Regions from separate parts of the Sus scrofa genome. Here regions 1 and 2 are each linked to region 3. A link is a contact called in public Hi-C and promoter capture Hi-C data. All regions are on one chromosome and are shown on one strand. Each heading gives the region's core, a stretch centred on a gene start, on an enhancer-like site or on the middle of the called end of the contact. The rest is flanking DNA. Distances are from core to core; before and after follow the strand shown.

The links. Promoter capture Hi-C pulls out the DNA fragments that hold promoters and counts their contacts. A called contact is a pair of places that touch in the nucleus more often than the background predicts.
Region 1: a contact with region 3 is called in a promoter capture Hi-C map of liver, with 7 times the contacts expected there. The contact joins the enhancer-like site here to the promoter of ST8SIA1 in region 3. A contact is called at or near these places in 2 of 5 promoter capture datasets (fetal liver and liver) and 7 of 47 Hi-C or Micro-C datasets (adipocytes, brain, embryonic fibroblasts and 3 more).
Region 2: a contact with region 3 is called in a Hi-C map of brain, with 5 times the contacts expected there. The contact joins the enhancer-like site here to the promoter of ST8SIA1 in region 3. A contact is called at or near these places in 2 of 5 promoter capture datasets (fetal liver and liver), 5 of 47 Hi-C or Micro-C datasets (blood, brain, embryonic fibroblasts and 1 more) and 1 of 2 datasets of contacts at active chromatin or transcription factors (skeletal muscle).

Annotation. Positions count from the first base shown.
Region 1 is chr5:51,139,983-51,143,943 of Sscrofa11.1, reverse strand. No RefSeq gene overlaps it. Among named protein-coding and RNA genes, the nearest start is that of ST8SIA1, 69 kb to the left of the region's middle. Within about 2 kb of position 1,918, at least 12 of the 83 cell types and tissues checked have an H3K27ac peak or open chromatin away from gene starts, as enhancers often do. A contact at or near this core is called in embryonic fibroblasts, liver and skeletal muscle, where this site is marked.
Region 2 is chr5:51,290,464-51,294,159 of Sscrofa11.1, reverse strand. ST8SIA1 (alpha-N-acetylneuraminide alpha-2,8-sialyltransferase) reads right to left here. Exons shown (of 6, transcript XM_021092233.1): 3 at 1,436-1,545. Among named protein-coding and RNA genes, the nearest start is that of ST8SIA1, 81 kb to the right of the region's middle. Within about 2 kb of position 2,304, at least 24 of the 83 cell types and tissues checked have an H3K27ac peak or open chromatin away from gene starts, as enhancers often do. A contact at or near this core is called in brain and skeletal muscle, where this site is marked.
Region 3 is chr5:51,209,539-51,213,476 of Sscrofa11.1, reverse strand. It overlaps ST8SIA1 (alpha-N-acetylneuraminide alpha-2,8-sialyltransferase), which reads right to left and starts at 2,165. Exons shown (of 6, transcript XM_021092233.1): 1 at 1,249-2,165. The coding sequence starts at 1,484.

The DNA.
Region 1 (3,961 bases), core at 669-3,168, 69 kb after region 3:
AATAGGAGAAAATATTTTTAAATAATGCAACTGACAAGGGCTTAATCTGTAAAATATTTAATTTATACAACTCAACAGCAAAAAAACCCAACAACCCAACTGAAAAATGGGAAAAAGACCTGAATAGACATTTCTCCAAAGAAGATCTGATGGCCAACAGGCACACAAAAAATGCTCAGTATCACTAATTGAGCATTATAGAAATGCAAATCAAAATTACCATGAGGTACACCTCATACCTGTCAGAATGGCCATCATTAACAAGTCAACAAATAATAAATGCTGGAGAGAAGGGAACCCTCCTTCACTGTTAGTGGGAATGTAATTGGTACATCCGCTGTGGAAAACAGTATGGAGGTACATCAGAAAACTAAATATAAAACTACCATATGACCCAGCAATACCACTCTGAGGTATATATATATTGACAAAACTTTCATTGAAAAAGATACATACAACCCTATGTTCATTGCAGCACTATTCACAATAGCCAAGATGTGGAAACAACCTAAATGTCCATCAACAGGTGAATGGATTAAGATGTGGTATGTCTACACAATAGAATACTACTCAGTCATAAAAAAGAACAAAATAATGCCATTTGCACCAACATGGATGGAATTAGAGACTCTCATACTGAGTGAAGTAAGTCAGAAAGAGAAAGACAAATACCATATGATATCTCTTATATCTAGAATCTAATATACGGCACAAATGAGCCTTTCTACAGAAAAGAAACTCATGGATTTGGAGAAGAGACTTGTGGTTGCTAAGAGGGAGAGGAAGAGTGTGGGATGCACTGGGAGTTTGGGGTTAACAGATGCAAACTATTGTATTTGGAGTAGACAGGAAATGAGATCCTGCTGTATAGCACAAGGACTATGTCTAGTCACTTGTGATGGAACATGATGGAGGATAATGTGAAAAAAAAAAGAATGTATATATATGGATGTATGACTGGGTCACCTTTCTGTACAGTAGAAATTGACATAATACTGTAAATCAACTCCAAGGTAAAAAATAAAAATCTACATAAATAAATAAACTACATGGAAAGCTGAAAGTAGAATAAAAACAATTTCAGATACAAATTTTTAAATACATACAGAAACTGAGTGAAATGAATTCTAATAATACACTTGTGAAGCAAGAAGGAAAATGAACCCATAAGAAAGGAATGGTCCACGAAAAGTAGTGGTAAGTAGATATCAAAAAAGTACATTTGAGAGTTCCTGTTGTGGCTCTTGGGTTAAGAACCTGACATAGTATCTGTGAGGATGAACGTTCAATCCCTGGCCCCGATCAGTGGGTTAAGGATCCAGCATTGCTGCAGCATAGGTCGCAGATGCAGCTCGGATCTGGTGTTGCTGGGGCTATGGTGTAGGCGGGCAGCTGAAGCTCCCAGGAACTTCCATGTGCTGCAGGTGGAACTGTAAAAAGAAAAGAAAGAAAGAAAAGTACATAGGTAATCTAAGTATATATGATATAAAAACAACCATGATTTGTATGTTTTAAAGTTGAATCATGGGCAACAACATGAAATACTTGCTTATTTGAACAAAAGATAGAGACACTCCAAATTTAAACTTAGAGAAATAACATACTAAGAACACATATATGATAGGCTGAATAATGCCTCCCAGAGAGAAGCAAACTTGTGAATATTATTTTATATGGCAAAGGGACTTGCTGATGGGATCAAGGATCCGAGATGAGGAGCCTGTCCTGGTTATCTGGGTGGGTCCTAAATGAAGGCACAAGTGTCCACGTAAGACATTTGATGACAGCACACACAGAAGACAATGTGATGACTGAAGCTAGATGCTAAACTTCTGGCTTTGAAGATGAAGGGAGGGACCACATGCCAAGGAATTTGAGGAATGCAGTTCCAGGCTGAAAATAAAAAGAAACAGACTCATCTCCTAGACTGCCTGGAAGGAGCACAGCCCTGACGTCAACACTGCCCTCAGCGCCAGGATACTGCTCTCCGACTTCTGCCCTCCAGAATTGCAAAAGAATAAATGTGTGTTGTTTTAAACCACCAAATTGTTAAAGCAGCTGTAGGACACGGCTATATGAAGAATGTGAGGGTAGGAGTTCCCACTGCAGCAAGGAGATAGGAGGTGTCTTGGGAGCACAAGAATGCAGGTTTTATTCCCATCCCACAGAGCAGGTTAAGAATTTGGCCTGGCATTGCCGCAGCTTTGGCATAGGCCACAGCTGTGGCTCAGATCTGATCCCAGGTCTGGGAACTCCATGTGCCCCTGGGCAGCCAAAAAAGAAAAAAAAAGAGGAGTTCCTGTTGTGGCGCAGCGGAAACCCATCCTACTAGTATCCATGAGGTTGCTGGTTCCATCCCTGGCCTCTGCTCAGGGGGTTAAGGATCCAGTGTTGCCGTGAGCTGCGGTGTAGGTCCCAGACATGGTTTGGATCCTGCGTTGCTGTGGCTGTGGTGTAGGCAGGCAGCTGTAGCTCGGATTCCACCTGGGAACCTCCATATGCCCTGAGTTCAGCCCTAAAGAGAAAGAAAGAAAAAAAGGGTTGGAAGAGTAGTCCCTAAAAGAATAGATGCGGACTATGTGACTTATTTTGAGGGGGAATACCATACCTCCATTCTTCCTGGAGAAGAATTCTTCCTCCATTCTTCCATTTTGTTCCTGTTTCTACAGGGTGACTTTTATTAAAATAATACTCCCCCACATTCAGGCCACTCCTCACTCTTCTCCAGTAGGAACAAAATTACTTCTCTAAATGATGGTTTGGGGGGCTATTTGTTGGTTCTCAGACCCCTGTCCACAGAGGACAAAGAGGGACCAAAAAAAGAGGCAGGTGGCAGAGGTAATCAGCAAGGGAACTTACTCAGGAGGCTAGTCTTGGGACCATGATACAAGTAGATCTCTGCTCCCACCAAGCAAAATCTGAAAAGTTTGTAGAAAGGCTTTAACTGGGTTCAGTCACAGATACTCTCCAGATGGTCTGAACCATACCTCACCCTCTCAAGCCTGTGTCCTTGAAAATGGCTCGTCCTGTGGGAATGGTGGGCAGAACATAGATTCCAAGGGTGGGGGAGGGGTGAGGAGCTGCCAATTGCCAGGGTCCAGGTCTGGGGTCAACCAGAGGCCGTGTCCTCTGAATGATTTCTTCCAACCAGTGAATACTTAGTTCAGTCCCTTCTAATCTCTCTCCTGTCTTGGGATCAGTTTAGCAGGAGACCATGCTTGCTGTCCTGCTCTGCTCTGCAGCTCTGCAAGGAAGGAGTCCTGTCCTGTGGTTACTCAACACTGATAGGGCTCAGGTAAATTGGCCTCAATTCAGAGATAATAGTTAAAGTCACATTTTCGTAAACCTTTGATCTCCATCTGCCTTCCTCCTATCTATCTCTCAACTGCTTCCAAATGTTCATGGAGAAAAGCAGGGTATTAAACATTCTCTTTTGAAATCTCAATTTTCTAACTGGTAAAAGGCAAAAAGAAAAAAAAGTGAGAGGACTTGATCAATTCAACAGAAAACAGAGAAAGAGAAAACCAGAGCAAGCAAAGGAATGGTGGACTACACATAAGAGATGAAATCAGAACAAAAAGTCACAGAGAATTTAAATACAGTGGGTTGGGGAAAAAGTGCATCAGGCAAAATTAACCCAAAGAAATTTGGTATGTTGTGGTTCATATTGTTCAAAATATGTGATGTTTTTTAAAAAATGCATTAGGAGTTCCCTTCATGGCTCAGTGGTTAACAAACCCGACTATGATCCATGAGGATGTGATTTTGATCCCTGGCCTCACTCGGTGAGTTAAAGATCCAGCATTGCCCTGAGCTGTAGTACAGGTCACAGATGTGGCTCGGATCCCAAGCTGCTGTGGCAGTTGTATAGGCCAGCAGCTACAGCTCCGATTTGACCCCTAGCCTGAGAAACTCCATATGCCGCAGGTACAGCCCTAAAAGAGCAATAAATAAATAAATA
Region 2 (3,696 bases), core at 1,055-3,554, 81 kb before region 3:
CCAGTCTCTGCGTTGCTGGAGGCCTCAGCCATCCTGACCCCTGAGCCTTTGGGTCCTGGTTCATAGTCATTCCTACTTCAGTGAGACTTTGAGGCCCACCTAAAAGACCCTCCACAGCACAGCCTGCACGTTCTGACACTTTTTCAGTAACAAACGTCTTCTTTTTCTGTAACACATCTGCTCATCCCTGAGAGAAGCTGAGTTCTTTCTTTATTTATGTATTTATGTATTTGTTTACGTAGGACTGCACCCACAGCGTATGGAAGTTCCCAGACTAGGAGTCGAATGGGAGCTGCAGCTGCTGGCCTGCACCACAGTCAGAGAAATGTGGGATCTGAGCTACATCTGCGACCTACACCACAGCTCACAGCAATGCCGGATCCTTAACCCAAGGAGCAAGGCCAGGGATCGAACCGGCATCCTCACGGATACTTGTCGGGTTTGCTTCCACTGAGTCCCAATGGGAACTCCTAAGAAGCTGAGTTCTAAAGTCACATACTTCACTGAGTCATTCTTTTACACTAGCTCTCATTTTCCCCACCTTCTCTCATCTTTCTCATGCCCTTGCCATCTCTGAATGGCCCTATCATTTGGCCCTATCACCCCCCTTCCTTTCTTCTTCACGCCTCTCCAGCCAGCCCAGACTTCAAAGGTGTCACTTCATGCTCTCTCCAGCCAGGATCTTCCATGTTGTTGCTTCCCACCCCTCTTCCCTCTCCTCCTCTCCCCCCCACCACCAGACAACCCCAAGCTTGTGTCAATCCAACCACTTGCTGTCTTCCCCTTTAGTCAAAATGACCCAACGGTGTAGGCTGGTGCCTTTCAGCTTCACAGTCTCTACCCTTGGCTAGATGCATTCTAGCAATTCCTTTACACAGCCCTGCAGAAACCTCCTGTTTTCCAGTAAAAGGGAGCTCACATCACTACTCTGCTCAGTCCCTTTGCCAAGCTTCCTTCTTGCTTGAAATGTATTCCCCCTCCTTCTTTCAGTTTTTCTAGCCCTACACAGATCCACTCCCTCTTCAAATCTCCCTCCCTACTTACTCATGCTTTTGTGAAAAGCAAAGCAGCAGCATGTGGAGAGTGAACTGAATTAATGAAAACATTTATTCATGGAGTCTGTCTTAGGATCAAGTTGTTAAAGTTGGAATCACCTGACTGTAGCATCTAAAATAAAATCTGAGTGTTTCCATTTTGGGGGGGGGGTCTCTCCACGACCTCGGAGCCGTTCTTGGTTTTCGACTTTCTGGGGACCTGTTCCCTGGCTCCCCTGGCCCTCTCCTCAGCTCCCTTGTCCATGAACTTGAAGGGACCGCTGAAGAGTAGCTCCAGCTGATTAATCACAAGTGACTGGTTTCCAAAGGCCCCGGGGCTGGTGGGAGGGGTGGGGGAGAGGAGAGAAGGCAGAGGCCGCGCTGTGGGAGCTCTCTCTTACCGCATGACAAAATTTGCTTCATCTATTTGACGGCCACAGCCACTCTTCTTCAGAATCCCACCATTTCCCACCACCGCGCATTTCTTCAAGGGCAGCTGGAATGGGGTTGCCTAGCAACAGAAAACAAGGCGGGTTTTCACTGCAGAGAACACACAAGCGCTCACAAAATCATTGTTTACAGCAGACCCAGCCGGAGAATTTGATTGAAGACTGGGCAGAGTGAAAAGAGCATGTAGAAGGAAAGATGCCAGGAAGTTTGTAAGGGACAAACTAGTCTGTTCCTTTGAAATAAAAGAAGAAGAAAAAAATTTAATTCCCTAAAGCGTATTTCACACAACAACATATTTTTGGTATCCAACTGGTCGTGTATCTAGTAAGGAGTGTCTGCTAAAGAAAACAGGAAAGTCCTCACTAAACATATGATTATTTGTAAAGGCATTAAGCTGGGAACAAACTGAAATAAATTCTACTGCTCTATATGGATGCGGATTTCATTCATTCAAACAATCAGTCATTCATTCAACAAACACTGCTGAGCGTTTCCTATGCTAACCGTTGGGGATAAATAGAGAGATCCGGAAGTCAAAGGCTTCACAGTTTGGGCTACAAGGAGAGTGTGAGTACAGGAACCTCTGCAACAGACCCTACTGTAACGCTGAACGTGCTGTGGAGAATTCAGAGGGGGGCAGGAAGGCCTGTCTGCCAAGTTGACTCAGGGGAAGATTGCTCACTCGAGATGAATCTTTAAGGATGAACAGGATTTTGCCAGGCAGAGAAAGCAGCATAAACAGAGGCACAGAAGGATGCTGAGAGTCCGTGCGGTCTTTACAATCAAACGAATGCTCCGGGTGAGTCTGCCTAGAACTTAGGAGGCACTAAAGGGACTAGTGGCTCATGCCCAACCAGACAGCATGTGACTTTCTTTCTGCAGACACTGAACTGGACTGCAAAGAAAATGTTCCATGTACCTGAATGTTCCCTGAAGTGCTATTTATAGTACCCAGGAATATCAAAACCCAGCTATAGCCCCTGGAAGTGAAATGTGACATTTGGTTTCTTCCAGCTGGGTCAGCAAGAACCACCAGGCACAGCATTTCCTGTCTGCTGAAGCCAGGCACAGAGGTTTGGTGTTCTCTGGGGGAAGACCTTGCAACTACATGCCTGGGACATGACATAACTGATATTGAGTCACCCATCTGCATGAATCTGAAGCACACAGTGGATAATCCCAAAAGAAAGAATGGCTGCATGAATATATATATGCATAGGCATAAAGTAATTAAACCAGAAAAAAAAAAGAAATTTCAGGGGTGTGTGTGATCGCTGGTAGCTGAGATGCACTGACTATAGCACAAGAAAAGAATTTCACTTCCCTGATTTCTAGTTTGTAAAAGGAACAGCCAGAGCTGTGACAATACAGTTGATGAAGATACATTTACAGTACTGAAATCGTGAGTCTAAGCATTTGCCAGCAGATGGGAAACACGTCCCTACATAACTAAGACGGAGACCGTCCAGCAAATTCTAGGGCAGGATACAGAGAGGAGGGTCAGGCAAAGGCCAGCCCTCCAACATGCCCAGTGTGCTCCCAGATGATGCATGGCATTTTTTTCGGCCACTCTGAGAGGAGGATTTGAAATCAATGCAAGAAATGCGCAGGACAGATCTGTAATTTGTTAATGCAGATGTAAGTACGTATGCTCAAATTAGCTATTCCTTCATTCCACAAAGATTTATCAAGTGCCTTTGATATTCCAGGCACTGTCCTGGGTGACACGGGCATAAACAATAATCCCTCTCCCCAAGGAGCTTACATTCTAGCAGGGAAATGTATGCTAAATAAAGACAAATGAGTAAAATAAAATATCACACAGTGACATGGATGCCAGAGAGAAACAAATCAATGGCATGAGAGGATCAGGAAATACTTTTGAAGAGGACTTGCCATTTAAACTGGGTGGAGATGAGACATGTAAGCCAATTCCTGAAGAAAAGCGGGTAGTGAGCCTTACAGATCTCTGTGGGACCTGCCAGGGAAGACCTGGCGGGGGAAACACTCCTGGGGTATGAAGGGAAGAGGAAGGAGCCCACTGTGTCTGGAGACACAGTCAGCAAAGGACAGAGAAGGAAAAGAGGAAATTAGAGAGTTATCTGGCGGGGAAGCTGGGGAACAGATTCTGTAGGGTCTTGGAGGGATTGGAAAGACTGGGTTTTATTCTGAGATGAGAATCAAGTGAAGGTAGGGTAAGCAAATGAGTGAC
Region 3 (3,938 bases), core at 916-3,415:
ATGTTTGAAAAGTTTGTGTTTTTAATTTATAGATGTTCTGAACATGGGTAACTAACAGTTGGGAAAATGTTTAAGCTGGCTCTCAGCTGCCCATAGACCACTTGGAAAGAGCCTATGCAGAGCAAAGGAAAGCACTCCATACCCCACCCCCACCCCAGGCAATGGACAATCACAGGAAGAGCCAACCGCAGCATCTTCAGCTGAAGGGACTGAAGGTGAAAGGGGCACGTGACAGAGGGAGGAGCACCAGGGTGTCCCCTCAACGTGACCAGGAAGGCAAAGAGGAAGGGGAAGCAGCCCTGCCTCACCTCCAATCTCACCAGCCAGACCCCTGCTGCCAAGAACTTATTTTTAGACACTTCAGCTGAAATTCCAGAAGGGAAGGGAAACTCCTTTCTGAATCTGAGTGATCCCCAGAGTTCTGATTTCCACCCTGGTTTTCGTTTTTGTGTTTGTTTTCTGATTTCAAGTCCTGGCCTAAACCACATCTCCCAGCTTCCAGAAGGCATCCACAGTCTAAGTCAAGAAAAAGAGCTGGGAGTTTCAGAGCCTTCTGTGACAAAAATTCGAGATCCCATCCTTCAGAGGTGCATGACCTTGGAGAAGTAACTCCTCCTTGTGAAGACTCAGTTTGTGGCTGGTGAGAGGGGGATATACTATCTGTTTTTAGAAAGTTGTCAGAGGCTCCAATAAAAACCACCCAGTGCCTGGCTTTTAGTCAGTAAGTGCCCTGTGTTTGTTATGAGCGCACGGACAAAGCAGCGGGAGCCGGGCTGGGTGTCCATGTTTTCCCTGCCCAAGACTTGCCCATTGACTCCCTCATTACTGATTGATATTACCAATCATTCACCAAACCCTAGGAAGACGCCCGGCACCTGCTCCTAGTTCTCCATAGCTTCAGACGTCAGCAGAGCTCAAGAGATACATTCTCATTAAGTTCAAGGGACAAAGTTAGCCTGGATTCTTCTTCCCATGGGTTACTGGCAAATCGCTGAATACAACTCGGGCTTGGGAAGAAATGCGTACAGACTTTACGTGGCCCAAGCAGGTGTCTGCCCAGCTCCTGGGGTAAGGGCTGGGGAAGGGCCCTTGACTAATGTCTCCAGGCTGGGAACGACAAAGAAAGGGAGTGGGACAAGAAGGGCTGGATGAAAGGGCCTCTGCGAGACGGTCCTCGCCCGTGACCCTGGCCTCGGCGCCCCGGGAGGAAAGGACACGAGCGCGGTGGAGCCGCGAGGGCAGGAGTACCTGAAGACTCTGGCCGCCGTCTCATTCCTCCTCCACGCCGTGCCCTGTTGCAGCACCCCCTGCACGATCTCCTTCTCGTTAGGCAGCCGGTAGACGGGAAAGATGTAGAGCCAACAGAGGACCACGACGCAGAGGGCACTGGCTCCCACAGGCAGCCGGGTCCGCGGGAACTTCCACGCCAGGACGGCCATGGCCCCTCGGGACGTGTGTCGCCGGGCCCGCCCGCAGGGGCTCATCTCAGCCCCGGGGTCCCGGCGGGCGAGAAGGGGAGCCTCAGCACAACGCTAGGCGCAGGGGCAGCGGAGGGTCCCCCCACCGCCGGCCCCCCATGCACACACCTTTCGCTTTCTTGCTGGCACTAGCACGCACGCTCCCTCGGCGCCCACGGCCCCAAAGGTCAGCGCAAAGATTTTTTTTCCAATGCAACTTTTTCAAGGATTTCTTTCTTGGGGGAAGTGACCTGGGAGCAAGTCACGAGCTACAGCCGCGGTCGCTTCCCCTGCAGAAGGCGGGCGCCGAGGTCTCCTAGAGCGCGGCGAGCAGCGGCGCTGAGTCGCTCCCGCGGGTTCTGCAGCATCACCGTCGCCCTCGGCAAGGGTCCGGGAGAAGGTTCGGCTCCCTCTCAGACATTTGGCCCGCGGCGTGCCTTCCTCAACGATGCTCCTGCGCCCTTCGCCGTCTCTCCCCGCCTTCCGCGCTGCTGCGCCGCCAGGCACCCCCCACCCCCCCAAGACGCGCTCCCCGCGCCGCGCCAAGTCCTTGGAAATTTCCACGGCGGTCCGGGACCGCTAGCCCGCCCCGGGCTTCTCCGCCTTGTCCGCCAGGACCCCCACTCCGCACCCCTCCCAGAGAAGAAAAGAACTCGTTCTCATCAGTTAATTCAGCGGCGCGCCGCAGCCTTCCGCTGCGCCCGGGACTTCGCAGACAAACGCCCGGGGATTGGTGGAAATCAAGGTCTCCCCTCCCTCCCCCACCCGCGAAATTGCCTCCTTCGACCCGTTCAGATCCGCGACGCTCGGCTGGCGCGCGCGCCTCTCTCCCGCCCTTGTCTCCCGGAGATAGGGGCAAACAATAAAACAAATAACAGCCCCTCCCTCCCCCGCCCAAATGCATATACACAAATTCTTGAGTATAACCGAGACTGGCTGATAACCTGACCCTCCGACACGCAGCCGGCCGGCGTGCCAGGGCTGTCACCCTGCCGCCGTCACCCTTCGCTCTCTCTAACTGGTTGGTTATTAACCCCGCAGTGAGGCACGAGAAGGCCCGCGGAGATTTATTCCTTCCTGGGCCCCAGCCCCCATTCTCCGGTCCCGAGCCGCGGCTCCAGCGCCACCCGTGCGCGCGCGCGCGCGTGCACACACTCCGACACACGCTCATGGGCCTGCACGCGCGCTCACGGGGAGGTGCGTGCACACAGGGGTCCTCCGTCTCGCCTCCGCCCTGCGGGGAAAGGCGCTGCTGCATCCAGATGTGCAGGCAGCTGGTGCCCAAACGAGCAGACCTCGGGACATGGCAATGCCTTGGAGGAGCGGTCGCCTCCTCTGCCCTTTAGATGTAAAGGCCGTTTGTTCTTCGACGTCTTTCTTGCTCCACCCGCAAGCTCATCGCTGAGCCGACCTTGGAAAAGAGCCGCCCGCCTGGACCGGCGGTGCCCAGGGACTCACAGTTAGCCATTTCTGCTCACCGACGAATAGCTCGGCTACCTCCTAGCGGTCGCTCATTCTATTTGCTTAAGCATCTCGTCAAACGTAAAGTGTGCAGGGACAAAGAAACCAAGCAGCCTACTAACCAGGTCTCCTTCGTTGTCACAAAACCAAAATCTAAGGACACAGCTCCACTTGCTCAAACGACCAGCCTGCACTGTCCCTCGAACCTACCCTGACTGCTCCGTGGCCTGGTACCTCTTTCTCCAGCATCTTTCTCCATTGAGAGATGGAACTTGAGAAGTTGATGGAAAGTTATTTACTAAAAACAGCCCAACGACCACAATAGTCTCATTCCTCACTCTTGGAAGAATTACCCACTGCTTTCCACCGGCAAGCATGCCCCAGAGGTCTCTCCTCTTGGGTAAATCAGGAGAGAAGAGAAAGCGTAAAATCCCAAAGTCACATCTTACCACAGTGGACCCTGATAGAGATTCTTTGAAATGAAGATTACCTGAAGTTCTGCAAAGTGAACATCGCACTCTCTTCTGTTCTTGGAAGGGGGTTGTGGGGGCACCAAGGAAAACTTTGCCATAGTGGCCAGGCTTTGGATAAACCATGTGCCTCCTTTGTTCCTGTAATTTAAATAGAACACAAACTATCCCAGTGTCTCTTCCCTTCCCCTGATCCACGGGATACTTGTGGAGGAAATAACAAATACATAAGACAACAACCAACATGTTGCAGTTATGAAGGGGCTATGTAAATATTTCCCCATTTAACGTCATAAACAATGCAGTAAAATTGTGCTTTAAATAGAGGGACTTTCATGATGCGTTGTGCTGTTTTTCCCTCATTTGAAAACTGATTCTCTTAGTTTGTCGATTCTTGTTCCACCCTACTATCCAACCTCATTCCCCGATTCTCTGTAGCATGAACACTCAATCCAGGCAGACCATTGCTTTTCCCCTTCCAAGTCACACAGGCATCGCTTTTGTCACTGTGTTTTGTGGTCCACGTTCTTCTTGGATGGGATCTCTTTTT